Linked DNA regions of Sus scrofa: region 1 is linked to region 2. Evidence: chromatin contacts called from public Hi-C data. All regions are on one chromosome and are shown on one strand. Each heading gives the region's core, a stretch centred on a gene start, on an enhancer-like site or on the middle of the called end of the contact. The rest is flanking DNA. Distances are from core to core; before and after follow the strand shown. Region 1 overlaps LOC102161373 (a long non-coding RNA gene). Region 2 has its middle 46 kb from the start of TNC.

The links. A called contact is a pair of places that touch in the nucleus more often than the background predicts.
Region 1: a contact with region 2 is called in a Hi-C map of embryonic fibroblasts, with 1.5 times the contacts expected there. The contact joins two enhancer-like sites. A contact is called at or near these places in 2 of 47 Hi-C or Micro-C datasets (embryonic fibroblasts and fibroblasts).

Annotation. Positions count from the first base shown.
Region 1 is chr1:255,866,474-255,871,154 of Sscrofa11.1, reverse strand. The region is part of intron 4 of LOC102161373 (a long non-coding RNA gene); the gene reads right to left. Among named protein-coding and RNA genes, the nearest start is that of TNC, 240 kb to the right of the region's middle. Within about 2 kb of position 1,839, at least 7 of the 83 cell types and tissues checked have an H3K27ac peak or open chromatin away from gene starts, as enhancers often do. A contact at or near this core is called in embryonic fibroblasts, where this site is marked.
Region 2 is chr1:255,674,266-255,678,442 of Sscrofa11.1, reverse strand. No RefSeq gene overlaps it. Among named protein-coding and RNA genes, the nearest start is that of TNC, 46 kb to the right of the region's middle. Within about 2 kb of position 1,357, at least 12 of the 83 cell types and tissues checked have an H3K27ac peak or open chromatin away from gene starts, as enhancers often do. A contact at or near this core is called in embryonic fibroblasts, where this site is marked.

The DNA.
Region 1 (4,681 bases), core at 590-3,089, 190 kb before region 2:
TTCAGAAAGCCCTGTGTAGTGGCTCATATGGCTTGGCTAAGTCAGGGAGCTAGTAAGAAAGAGTAAGAAAAAAGTCAGTAAAGGATGCTGCTGCTGATGATTGATAATGATGGCAGTGGCACTTATTGAGGGTTCAAGGAAGCAAGATAATTATCGGAGTAATTTATACTAATCTATTTAATCCTCACAACTGCCATTTTATAGTTTCGACTTTGTGAATAAGGAAGATAAGTTCTGGGAGTATAAGAAACTTGACCGTGGATCATAAAGTTAGCATGTCATGACATGGGATGTGGGACTGTGTGGTCTAGTATAATTGTTCTGTAGTGAATGGGGAGAGGGCAATCTAGAGAAGGAAAGGAACTTGTGCAAAATCCTTATGACAAAGGAAAAAGGGACCCAGGCTTCCTGACTCCCTGACAAGTAATTCTGCCATCACAGCATCTGCTAACCTGGTCCATCTGCTAACTTACTGGAGATGAATATATCTGTACATTGCCTATCTGCTTTACCTACCAGGCTATTCAGTCCCAGGAGATAAGAATCACATCTTCTATTTCTCTTCCCAGAGCCCTAGTATGTGCTAGGCAAACAATAAATGCCTGGTTATAATGATAGAACACATTAACTGATACAAGATGATGTTATAAGAAATCGGAAGTTCCTTTCATGGCTCAGTGGTTAATGAACCCGACTAGGAACCATGAAGATGTGGGTTCGATCCCTGGCCTCGCTCAGTGGGTTAAGGATCTGGCGTGCCATGAGCCATGGTGTAGGTCGCAGACACGGCTCGGATCCTGCATGGCTGTGGCTGTGGCTGCTGCTCCAATTCAACCCCGAGCCTGGGAACTTCCACATGCCATGGAAAAAATAAATAAATAAACAAAAGAAGTTATTTTAGCACTTTGCCTGCATTACTGTAGTAATGTCCTTGCTATAGCCTGTATGTCAGGTATTCTCATTATCTGTAGGTATTACATGCAAGTGTTTAAAATGAGGAAATGGAGATTTGGAAGTTCAGTAAACGTTCCCATTCTTATAGCTAGTGAGTGGTAAAGCTTGGATGAGAAAGCTTGGGTAAAAGACCATGCGTGCCCTGGTTACTCAGTGTGGCCCACTGACCAGCTGACATCACATCACCTGGGAACTGGTTAGAAATGCAGTGTCTCAGGCCTCTTGAATCACTATCTGCATTTTTAAAAATTATTTGTTATTTTTTGCTTTTTAGGGCCACACCTGTGGCATATGGAGGTTCCCAGGCTAGGGCTCAAACTGGAGCTGCAGCTGCCGGCCTTCACCACAGCCATGGCAACCAGGATCCAAGCCGCATCTGTGACCTACATCACAGCTCACAGCAACAACCCTAGATCTTTAACCCACTGAGCATGGTCAGGAATCAAACCCACATCCTCATGGATCCTAGTCGGGTTTGTCACCACTGAGCCATAATGGGAACTGCCACTATCCACATTTTAACTAGGTCCTGATGTGATGTGTATGCCCATTAGAGTTTGACTGTCTTTGCTCTAAATCAGCACTCTTGCTCTCTGTTGGTTGAATAAGGAGTAAATGAATGATTGCCTTATGGGCAATGGCCAAAAACGAACTGGTCAGAGGAAAATTGTGCTTCCAAAGGAAGGGATCAAAGTGCTCCTTCTATAAATCAAACCTATTCCAAAACAAATGTTCTTTCTCCAGATTCTGTACTGATACTGCTACCCCTGCAGGTTTCCAAAACCACCTCACTACAAACGTTCTAAGGTCTGTATTTATATCCTTGCCGACATGAGAAATTCAGAAGCAAATGCTTTCAGACTGAGTAATAGAGCTGTACCCAGGCTGGGCTCTGCTTGTGACACACTCAATGCGTGTTTTTAGACAAGATGCAGAGGGGAAATTGCCATCTGCTTGGTAACCCATGAGTTACTATTTCCCAAAAATCTAAGCTTTTTTCCAATTCCTTTAACATGAATAGAAACACAAACTTCAGGCAAGAGTCACTTTTGCCCTGGAAAATTCCCCTGACTTTCTAGATACAGTCAGAGGCAGCAGGATCTCAAGGGGTTCACTCAAGGTGATAGGATCATTTTATGCTTGATTGTACGGGTTTTTTTTTTCCAGACTTTTAAGAAAAATGTTCGCCAACGGATCAAAATAAGTGTTTCAGCCTAAATCGTTTTATTTTCCCCAAGCTATGGAAAGGCCCTCCTGCTTCAAGGAGACATGAATCTGGGCAGGCACTTCACTGCCACTCCCTTGTAAGATGGCAAAGAACAATTATCTCCCTCTTTTGTAACCAAATATTTTGGGTCTTCTTCTAATTGTAACTCCTCTGATTCTGTTTTCTCAATGATCAGATGAAGATAGTGGCGGCCACCCTTATTGGGTCTTGATAATATGTATGTTCTTTCATTGCACTGATCTGTTCAAACAGCCACTAACCTAGTGGTTTCTAAACATTCATGAGGATTGAAAAAATCTGTGAGCTTTTACATCTTCAGATCCCATTTCCAATCAGCTTAGTTAGACAGGTCCAAGATAAGACCCAGAAATCAGCATTATCGAGATGGTTTCCAAAGTATTTGAACCCATAGGAATTAAGGACCATAATTTGATGTCTCTCCCCCGAGGCATGTCTCTAATACAAAGTTCAGCTCCCAAGGCAAGAATGAGCTCCCAAACAGGTTAAGCCCAGTCTCAGGTGATGCCCTAGGCAAAAGCCATGACTGTCCTGAGCAAATCAAAATGGGTGTTCATCATAGCTATGATATTCTGGTCTCTATGTTCACAGCTACTGGCTGAATGTGCTCAGTGGCGTAAAAGATGAGTACCTTTAGAGAAAAGACAAGGATGGGACGAGGGAAAGGAGCTGACTGGGTGAGCCAAAGTTAGCATTACTGCTTGACCAAGATGGCAGGGATGTGGGAAAGAGACCATGCAGTGAGAGGAGACACATGCAGAGGAGCACAGCAAGCATCCCTAACTCCTCCGTTGTACCTTAAGGTTGACCCTGGACCGTGGCACCTCTATGCATATACTGATGACACACACTCAGAGCAAGCTTTTCAGGATTCTTGTAATTCTATTTCTAGGCATGGCAACTGCTGCTACCTTTCTCTTTGAACAAAGACTCTGTGGGGTTGACAGATGTGTCAGCTATGGGTAGGTCATATCTTATCTCAGAAATAGAAGGTGACAGCTAATCCTATTCCAAAACAGTTCCTCAAGCCATGGGTCACAGAGAACATGCCTCTACCAGACTCTGCAGCTGGGAAGCCGGGGAGCTTGATCATTAACTGGGGCTTACGAATTGCTATCCTGACCTTTCATATTCAAGGTGACAGCCCCCCCACTTTTTTTGATAAACTATGAATTCTAAGAAGGACACATAAGCAGATGTTCTCTGCATCTTGCACCTACTCTCGGCCAGCCTTGGAGATTATGCATACCTATTAAGAGAGTAAAGTGGGGCAAACCTTGTTAGGCCTTGTGAATTTAATGATGAAAATACTTTGTTGTTTTTGGTGAAATTAATGCTTATTTTATAAAACAAAGAGGTACATAGAAAATTCAATCAATCACTGTTTATGGAAAAATTTTCTATACCTAATATTTTATATATATATAATTATATATAATTTAATCTTCAAACCGAATATTCTATACCTAACATAGGTATAGAAAAATATTCTATATAATTATATGTGTGTATGTGTGTATATATATAAAAAGTTAATCTTCAACACAATAAGGTAGGTTTTATTATCTTAGTTGACAGTATCCCACCATGCACATTGTAAATAGCTGAGCCAAGATCTCAGTGAAGTTCCATTTCATTCTTCACTCACTTTTCTGATCATACCCTCTGATGGCATCTCATTTTACTCATAGGAAAAGCCAAATTCTTTATTATGCCCTAAACAGCCCTATTGTCATTTGCCAGATTTATAGATTTCCCCTCAATCCAGATACATGATTGGACGGTACTTCCCGATTCCACATTTTGGATCAATCCAAGTAATCAGTTCAGTTCAGTGCAGTTTATGTGCAGAAATAATCTGTGTCACTTCCAGGCTGTGTATTGCATTATCCAGGTGACCCCCAGGAAGGGGAGAACTCTTTTTCTTTCCTTATGCCAAGATTAGCAGCAGTGTTACAAATATTAGCTGCTTCATCAGTCTGGGTACTAGAGCGAGGAAGGCAGTGAGAATGTGGGAGCAGAGGCCTCTCTTGGCCATGATGGGCCTGAGGCTTGTAAAAGAATCTTTGAGATTCCAGAGTTGTTGACTACTCCACCATAACCTAGCCTCTCCTGATGGATACAGACGCTTTATTTTATTTTGCTTAACATGTCATGACTCATCATACGGTATAATTATTTTTCATGCTATTTTCTGTCACCCACGCTAAATTGCTCATGCCGTGAGGGCCAGGGTTTTGCCATTTAACCATTGCACCTCTGCGTTCTTTAATCCATAGAAGGCATTATTCATCAATCACAGCACTTTCTCAGGTAAATGCAGGTGAGGTCCGTGATTCCTCTCCTAACAGCAGTGTTGCCAGCTATTACCAGTTGATCAACTCTGGTAAGTTGAAAGATGTCCCTGGTTTATACTTTTAAAAGCAATTCTGATCATTTTTCTCATCTGCTTTTTGGAGAGGCATTTTCTCAATGCCTCTC
Region 2 (4,177 bases), core at 108-2,607:
GAACGGTGCAGAGGTGCTGAGAAGCCATGGAAAACGGACCCAGGGAGGCACTTGAGGGGAGTCTTGAATAATGAACAAAACTCAGGTCAGCGGAAGGAAGCGGGGAGAGCAATGCGAGGAAGGATAGCTCTTCAAGGCGACAAGACAAGTTTAAGTAGAAGTTTTCTACACACTGAGGATGAGGTCATTGAGCTGAAAACAAGTTATCTTTTTTTTTTCTTTCTTTTTTTTTTTTTTTTGGCTTTTTACCTTTTCTAGGGCCACTCCCGCAGCATATGGAGGTTCCCAGGCTGGGGGTTGAATTGGAGCTGTAGCCGCCCGCCTACACCAGAGCCACAGCAACATGGGATCCGAGCTGCGTCTGCGACCCGCACCACAGCTCACGGCAACGCCAGATCCTTAACCCACCGAGGAAGACCAGGGATCGAACCCGCAACCTCATGGTTCCTAGTCGTATTCGTTAACCACTGAGCCACGACGGGAACTCCAGCAGTTATCTTCATATACATCATACATCCCTTTTGCCTTCCTTCTTTTGGTCCTCTTAAGAGTTCTGCACTATTAACCCATTTTGCAGATGAGAAAATGGAGGCTCAAAGAGACTGTACACAGACTGGCTACATAATATGTGGGGCATGGCGCGAAATGAAAACATGGGACGTCCTTTTCAAAAACTATTAAGAATGCGAGCAGTGACACAGGATCTCTGTGCATGGGGTCCTGTGTGACTCTACAGCGCACATGCCCACGAGACCAACCCCAGTGCCATGACTGTCCCAGGTTCATGGCTGGAGCTGCTCTCTAAGGAAGGGGGTTGACAAGGAGGCTCCATCAGCGTGGGTCTCTGGGCAGCACAACGAGTAGAGCCCTGGATTTAGATGAGAGGCAAATATCTTATTGTTTTAAGCAATAAGGGGGTTGTTTATTACCAAAGCATAATGTGGCCCTTGCTGAACGACTCACTAAGGCTCCGAATCTCTCACAGCACCTAAGGTGGAAACCTAGGCATTGAGCCCAGACCTCCTGGGTCTTTGCTCCACATGCACATTTTCCCCCTGCAGGTCATATCTCTTAAGGGGTTGTGAAGCCAAGGTATTGGGGCACAAGCGGATTTTTACAAATGCAGTACCTTAACAAATAAAATATAATAGGAACTGTCCTTGGGTATTACACAGTGCAGTGGCATTTTCCATGAAAGCTTTTTCAGTACATTTGTATGCTCCGAGTCACCATATAAAATTTACTTCTTGCTATGGATCATTGTCAAAAAATTTTAAAAGCCACTGTTCTACATCATGCTTTTCAGCACAGGAAAGGAAAATAAGTCTACGCACGTCGCCCCAATGACTTGGAGACTCATAACTCCTTTTAAAATTAGCTACACGGGAGGAAACTTGGGTCCTTATTGCCAACATGGTTAAGGCTTTGGACTTCTACAGCTTCCCAGATAAGAAGCGTTCTAGATTTTATCCACTATGAAACTCAAACTTTGTAATGCGCCCCTTTGACTCCGTTCATCCCCCACCTCCTCCATCCTAACTGTTATTCTGCCCGAAAGGAACCATGAAGTCATCGCTTCGGATACAGGCAACAAACCTTCATTGTCTTTTGACACCAACTGACAAATTCCGGGCACAGATGTGCCCACTGGGGCAACGACTAAAAGGCAGGCAAGAAGCCACAATGTCACCAGTGCTGGGCCTGGCGCCAGGCCTCTTCCTTTCTTCAAATCCTGGCGGGGCTGAGCCCCTCAGAAGTGAGTCATCAAGAAGGCCAGCATCTGCCCTCAGAGAAAGACCCATTTACTCAGGGGAAAAGTCTGCCGGCAAGACTTACACTTTGCTGTGCCAGCAGCTGTCAAGCTGTCCTCTCCCCACTGCAATGGTGGGACCAGACTGCTGCTTAGGACAAAAAGAGTATAAGAAAAGAACCCCAAAGAACTTATTTTCAATTACTTGCTGAAGACTCCCAGGTGTGAGCTCCCATGACTGTGCAGGGCACATGTCTGGGTTTTTGAGTGTGGATATTCTGACTTAACATCTCCGGTTGCCCAGTAAACTGAGGCAGGAAGGATATTACTAATTGCCGACTAATTTTCACGGAGACCAGGACAAAGACGAGGGCCACATCCTCTGCTCCCACGACTTAGCACAGTGTCTGGTATTTGCTGAATAAATGCTAAAGCTCCTTGAAAAGCATTCTCTGATACCTAAAGGCTTCCCAAAGAATTCTTTGACCCACGAACAGGCAACTAAATCTATCTCCCTTTTTTTCTTTGAATGTTGGGGAAGTCAAGGCCCCCAGTGAGATCCAATATTCCAATCTTGAGGATACATGAGGTTTGCCTGTCTGTGGTCTCACTTCCCTTGGTCTTTTTTTTTTTTTTTTTTTTTTTGTGAAGCATATTTTTATTCTTTATTTTTTTAGGGTTGGTTTATTTTTTTAATTACTCAATGAATTTTATTACATGTATAGTTGTACAATGATCATCACAACCCCGTTTTATTCGCTTCCCTTGGTCTTGATTTCCTACTTTTCATCACTTTTCTCAGGGTGGGTTTTTGCCATATTATCCCATGGTTAAAAACAACAACAACAACAACAACAACAACGAAAAAACTGCATGATCCTACCATTGAATACCATTGCAAACCTTCATGGTAAAGTTCCAGACAGTAAGGTGTGTTGAACTCTTTCAGAAAAGAGGTGGAGGCAAAGAGTCATCGCTGAGGTATCTGAAGACCTTTCAGCTTCAAGGCATGAAAAGGGAACAGACCAGCTGCCATGTGCGTCAGAAGGCCTGCGGTGTAGGTCAAGGCTGTAGGCCTTGGGAAGGTCACTCCTCAAACCCTAGCCTCCTCCTCATTAATAAATGAGAGGGACTCTGTTGTGCTTAACACACAAGGCTGCCAAAACCCTGTATGACACCACTTTGTAGTCTGAAACATACACACACACACACACACACGCACGCACGCATACATTCTCACACACACACATGAATATATGGCTATGATCAAGAGGGAAAGCTTTGATGAGATCATATTTGATTTCAGGACTGGCTCATGAACAAATTTTCAAGCGAGTCAAGTTTTCCATTGTTGCATTCCATCTTTCCAGCCTCTCCTCCTAGGTCTTACTCAGAAAGCTACCCCCCTGCTATCAAGCCCAGAGACCCCCACTGGGGCACTTTTCCCTTCTGCTGCCTATAGTTCTCCATCAAAAGCCATCAGTTCTGTGAAAGGTCTCTCCTTATCCTCCAAAGCCCCAGAGATGATAAACTCACCTGATAAACTAATTACAGCTCAAGATGACTGCCAGTGGAGAAAGACAGCTGAACAATTCATCCATAGTACGAAGGCAGTTATGATGAGAGAGGCCCACAGAGGGGGTACCTAAGGGTACAAAGGCTTCCCAATGGAAGGAGATTCATGCTGAGCTCAAAAGGGCAGGAAGAGTTATCAAAGTGGAGGAGGAGAAGGAAAGAGTCGATGTGCAAAAGAAAACAGTTATCCTGAGAACTGAAGGCTGGCCGTGAACTTTAGCTTATATTCCTACTTGCTGCTTTTGAACCACACTGAAGTCTGTAACTCTGACAGCCCCAGAGATATTGCCAAATAAGACTACTGCAAGGAGCCTCCCAGGGTAGGAGCTCTCTGGCTGGTCGGGGAAGCAAGCATGACGGGGCACCGGTGGGGACAATGCTCACAGTACATCCCAAGACCCCTGGCTGAAGGAGCAGGAGGAAGCAGGGCTGTAAGGAAAGCTCAGGACCTGTCCAACGCCCCTTTCCTCCAAGATCTGGCACTTGTGAGGCCTCTGCCAGGAAGTGGACAGGAACACATGCCCAAAGCACCAGTCTGGATCACAGCAATCCAGCCAGCAATACAAATGTCCATACCTCCCCATAAGCCAGTGGGAATAAGACCCAGGCAGTGTGCTCTGGAGAGAGGATAGCAGAGAAGGAAGATCCAGCCTGACCCTCAAGGAGCTCATAGCTAGCAAAGCAACAGACAAGCAAAGTGCCAGTGACAGAGCAGTGAGGGACGCAGGAAGCAGAAGACCTCCCAGGGAAGGGCCACCTGCGCTGGCGCCTGGGCATCTGGAATAACTCCACACCACCAGGGACTAGCCGTTTCCTGCCACCCGCAGCAGCTCTCCCGACTCTGCCAGAATC